2 separate regions of the Rattus norvegicus genome follow, and region 1 is linked to region 2. The links are chromatin contacts, called in public Hi-C maps. All regions are on one chromosome and are shown on one strand. The core of a region is the stretch at or near the end of the contact, and the rest is flanking DNA. Distances in the headings are between cores, read along the strand shown. Region 1 has its middle 16 kb from the start of Scg2. Region 2 has its middle 54 kb from the start of Kcne4.

What was found. Hi-C and Micro-C count contacts between places; a contact is called where the count stands out from the background.
Region 1: a Hi-C map of hepatocytes shows a contact between it and region 2, with 1.5 times the contacts expected there. The contact joins two enhancer-like sites. A contact is called at or near these places in 2 of 12 Hi-C or Micro-C datasets (hepatocytes and liver).

What each region holds. Positions count from the first base shown.
Region 1 is chr9:88,239,276-88,241,999 of GRCr8, reverse strand. No RefSeq gene overlaps it. Among named protein-coding and RNA genes, the nearest start is that of Scg2, 16 kb to the left of the region's middle. Within about 2 kb of position 1,354, at least 1 of the 93 cell types and tissues checked has an H3K27ac peak or open chromatin away from gene starts, as enhancers often do. A contact at or near this core is called in hepatocytes, where this site is marked.
Region 2 is chr9:87,640,604-87,643,303 of GRCr8, reverse strand. No RefSeq gene overlaps it. Among named protein-coding and RNA genes, the nearest start is that of Kcne4, 54 kb to the left of the region's middle. Within about 2 kb of position 1,338, at least 2 of the 93 cell types and tissues checked have an H3K27ac peak or open chromatin away from gene starts, as enhancers often do. A contact at or near this core is called in hepatocytes, where this site is marked.

The DNA.
Region 1 (2,724 bases), core at 105-2,604, 600 kb before region 2:
CCTCTAAAGGTACAACTTTTATTTTAGGTGAGAACAAAGGCAGAGGCAATATCTCACCATTTATTGAGGGACAGCATTGTTGAACTTCCTTTCAGAGTATTGGGGAGGCCATGGGAGGGGAGGAGGGGAGACGCCGAGCACAGTCATGTGTCTGCAGCCACATCCTGGCTTTGTAATCACATCTATTACTTGTAAAAGGAACAAATGGTGAGTCAGGAGATCTTCCTTAGGTCACTGGGTAGCAGGAAGCACAGTTTCTGCTATGGAGTTAATGGAATTGATTTATGTAATCACACACACTGCAAGTGAAGCACGCGCTCTCTCTAGTCTTCTGTTCTTGCTTTTGATGAGCAACTTCCTCAGAACACTAAGAACAAATAATTCTCCTAGAAATGAGAAAAGTGAAAGAACATTAATATAAGAAGGAGCCAGAGGAAAGATGCTATTCATTCTTGTCTCGTGCATGTGCATCGCCTCTATAACACTGGGGGTTGCCTCTGGTACGTGACACTGCTGTACATGTATCTTTGGGCTCCTTGTGGTCTCATTTTATCTGCAAGAAAGAATTAATTGGCATACCTTGATGCCGAGGGCTTTTGCCCCAGGTAACTATGGTGCTAGAATTCAAAAAGAAAATCACTATAGCTTCTGGGATGTGAAGCCCAGATCTGAATGCCAACAGTGAGTCTTCTCCACAGTGTCTCATGTGCTTGACGCCTGATCCTGTTTCCTACTCCTGAGATCCTGAAAGTTCATCCATGGGCTATGATCTATGGGTGGACCATATGCAGCTACAAAGAAAAGCTTTGCCAAGAGCTGTGCAGATTTGAGTCTGTTGCTCTGGTGTCCAATCTGTTTAATCTTTTCTTGAAGTTTTCAATGAAGTATGACAATTAGAAGGTACATTTAAATAACGAGAAGGGTGTTTTGTAAACATCTGGCTTCTGTCATGAGCACAGAGACTTTAGATCCATGTGAAGAGAACGGTATGTTCTTTCTTTTTTCCCCACATAGTTAAATTGGGGAGGTTTAAACAGTGGTCTACTCTTCCCAGCCCCTTGGACAGTCGAGGTACAGAGTCTTTCTTTTCAAAGGCATAAGTGTAAAACAAAGTACGCCCAAGCAGGAGGCACTGAGAAGCTGACCCTCACGAGTCAGAGTGCTGGTAGAAAAAGAGAAGATGTGGTTTTTTGCTAGCTTCAGTTGGGATGATATGTTAGGCCAAGACTTTCCATCTGACCTTTTGAGACTCAGAAGCTCAACACACTGCCAACTCATGGAGGCTCAGGCAGAGTAGGAAGCTTCAGAAATTACAGGCTAGGTTAATGTGAACTATATGTGGAAATAAAGACAAAGCATTGCAGTTAGAGAATGTTTAGTTACCGTAGTTTTGTAATTTATTGAGTGACTCAGGTCAGTAGCGGGTCATTTGCTCTCTGGCAATTTTAAAAATTTCACAACAAGTCTTTCAACCAGAAATGAGCTCAGAACTAGGAACACTTGACTAGTAATTGCTAAATTAAGGGCTAAAGTTATCGGTCAAGAAAGCCAGTAACAAACTTTTAATTTGTTCAGAATGCTTCCCATGTTACCATCAACCAGGAGAACTCTAGTGGCAAAACTGACCAGAACAAAACTAGGATCTACAAGTCTCCCAAGATGACCAGTAACTGTATCAAAAGCGAGCAGTAATATTGTAGAAACCATTCCCAAAGGCAACGTCTTAAGGTAACAGAAGAGTCAGATACATAGCATAACTTTTCACTTACATCAACTTACCACATTTCTAAGGCAATTTGACTGGATTTCAATTTCAAGCAATGACTGTTAATACTATGTGGCCTTCAAGAGAAAAATGGACTTTGAAAATTAAGTGTGCCAGTTTATTAACAATGATCTAGATATTTTCATAGATAATCAGTTATTTTATTTCAGTTCCAATAGTTTGACACTTCTGATGTCCTCTCCAGAATTCTGGGCATTTAAACTCATTTGTCCCATTTTTCCTCACTGTTGTTTTATGGGATTTTCAGAGGGTAATATAGTGGAACTCATCAGCCTCCCTCAATAGAGGAAATCTGGATTTGGAAGTGACTATCCTATCTACCTCAGCCTCTTTGTCAAATAAGGCTTGGGAGCAGTTAGATTGAAGAGGTGAGAAAAGAGGTTCCTTATTTTGTGGAAGAAGCTATGGAGTCATATTAATGGTTTCTGGCTATAGACTGGTGGTTCTTACTTTCATAATGCTGTGAATGCTTTAATACAGTTTCTCAGGCTGTGGTGGCCCCCAACCATAAAGTTATTTTGCTGTTCCTACATAACTGTAATTTTGCTATTGTTATGAATCATGATCTTAATATTTATATTTGACCCCCTACTCCCACCCCCAGGAGTCGACTCACAGGTTGAGAGCCATTGCTATAGACAGTTAGGTAACCATGGACATAACAACCTGAAACAAAAATTTGCTCTTAAAACTTCCATATTTTGAAACATTCTGTGTCCTAAGTTAGACTTTAATACAAACTTTCTCTAACCGCACAGCATTTTGGTAGATTAGCAAAGTCTTAACATCTCTTGATTTAGCAGATTCTCAGTGTTCACTTTGGCATCCATTTGAACCTACCCCTGAATGGTCTCCTTTTATTATATCTGAGCTAAGCTTGTCACCAGGGCTTAAGAATTTGCCATAGTTTCTTCCAATCTGGCAGACTCTAGAGTCAC
Region 2 (2,700 bases), core at 89-2,588:
GATAAAAATCTCCTGACTTTAATGACCTAAGGATCTGTTTTAGCTCACAGTTCCAGGGGTTTATGACAGGAACCAAGTATTCAACCATGTGAGCCTGTAGGAAACATTTTATAGTCAAGTCACAAGAAGAAGGGACGACTTGCTTGGGCTCACGGAGTCTTCGGCCCATCGTGGCTTTCACTTCCCACTTTTGATCATAACACCAAAGTATCAAGAGGGTATGACAAAGAAAGTTTCCACATCATGGCTGATGGGGAGCAGACAGAAGCAGTCACAGTGAAGCCCAAGGCAAGATCTAGTCTCCAAAAACACCTCTCATGACTCACTTCCTCTAATGAGACTCCACTTTCCATACTCCGCCACTTCCCAAGGGTCTCTTCAACTCTCGACAAGACGTCTTCTATACTTTTTTTGATTGTTGTTGGTCTTCTTTTCTAAACGTTATTAATTCATTAGGAATTTTGTACATTACATTTTTATCATATTTATCCCTTTCCCCATCTCCTCCAAGATACCCACTCCTCACTTTCCTCACAGACACATGCCATCAAAATGCCATTCTTAGGCTGAGAAGGCAGCTCTGTGGGCAAAGTGCTTGGTTCATAGATGTCAGGACCTCGGCTCAGATCTACAAAGTTAAGTAGGACAGCATGAATCTTTAATATCCATGCTGAAGGCGGAGACAACCAGATGCCTGACAGTTACTCTCCAGTTGGTTTAGCCGAAGAGTAAATTCTAGGTTTAGTGAGAGATCCTGTCTCAAAAGATAAGATGGCTCGCACTTAAGACACCTAGTGTTGACCTCTGGTCTTCATATGCACATGCCCAGCATTACCAAACATAAGCAGATAGGCAGGCAGGCAGGCAGGCAGGATTATTGACTGGGGCTGTCCTTGGTCACAAGTGGGATCCATCTGGGCAATGCTTTACATCCAAGTCAAGTGACGTCATTTCTTAGACACATATTTGACCTGAATTTACTTATGAGTGCCTACGCTTCCAATGTGTACATTTGACTCCCTGACTCTCTTTTTAGAGTCATAAGACTCTAATGGAATAATCCATTAAGAGAAAGATTCAATGACTTATTTTATTTATTTATGTACAGGTTCAGCTCTTTATTAGACATGTTAACAAAAGCAGTTTAGTGAAAAAGACCAAAGCCCATGTCACCATCCAACTTCTCAGATTCTTCTTTGCTTCTACTTTCTTCTCACTGGGGCACGACCGCCAGCAGGCCCGGCTCCAGCTGCTGGAGCCCGGCCACAGGCCCTTACATTGCAAATGTTAACATTGGCCAGGGCCTTTGCAAACAAGCCAGGCCACAAAGGTTCAACATTGACACCAGCTGCTTTAATTGAGGGCATTGATCTTATCCTCCGTGACCCTTGCCTCTTCATCGTTTAGGATAAGGGCTGAGCAGATACAGGCAAGCTTGGAGACAGACTACGGACTTGGTGCTAGTCCCCAACGCAGCCTTAGTTTCCTCGGTAGAACCAAGCACCTAGGTGGCAGCTGAGGAAAGGATCTTTAATTTTCTTTTTTAATTAAAAGCAAGATTCAAAACCACTGGGTTTCTATGGTTTTTTAGGAACTTCAACAAAAATCTCTTGCCGCATTTCTGGTCAAGGGCCATGCAGAAGTTCATCGGAAACCCCTTACAAGCCTCAACTGAGCTCCTGGGATTCTTTCTCACAAGATTCACCAGGGAGAAGCTCTCTCCCCCCGGGGTCACTTTTTCTTTTAAACCCTGACTACTCAAAATGCAGTCCCCAGACCAGAAACATCAGTGTCACTGGAGACCTCGTAATAAATGTGGAAGCAGGAGCTGACCAGATGGCTTGAGAGGAAAAGTTCTTGCTGCACAAGACTGAGGGCCTGAGTTTGACCCCCCCAGAATCGGTATGCTGGAGGGAGGGAAATAACTGCCTCAAGTTGTCTTTCATTACACTTGCATACTGACACACACAAACACAAACACAAACACACAAAAATAAATGAATAAATAAATAAATTTTTAAAAAATAAGTGTAGGTCTGGGAACAGCGGCACTCTGCATATGTTCTCTCAAAACTCAGAGGATAAAGCAGAAGGATCAAGAGTTTGAGAAAAAAAGAAAAAGGAAAGAGAGACAGACAGACAGAAAGAGCAAGAGAGAGGGAGAAAGAATATCTTAGCCCTACCCTCAGACATACCTGATAATAATTTGCACTTTCCTAGGCTTTCCAAGTCATTCCTGTTTTTATTAGCACGTGACAAGCAATGAATATACGATAAAATAATCTCTCCAGCCACCCACAGGTCCTAGGAGAGGAAGGGTTGCAGGCATCCACAGTTCTGTGTTACTACAGAGGAAGAAATGGTAGAGATGAGTTATTCAGGGCAGGGTGAGAGTGGGCATCTCTCAGACACACAGGGAGTTTGCACACTCGAAAGACTTTATAAACGCAATCGAATCTACTCCTCCATCTGCTTTGACTGCTTTTGCTACACACCACAAGCTATTTTAAATTCTTATAGATGCTATATCATGTACTCCTTTTTTTTAAAGATTTTTTTTTTATTTATTGTATATAAGTACACTGTAGCTGTCTTCAGACACACCGGAAGAGGGCACCAGACCCCATTACAGATGGTTGTGAGCCACCATGTGGTTGCTGGGAATTGAACTCAGGACCTCTGGAAGAGCAGTCAAGTGCT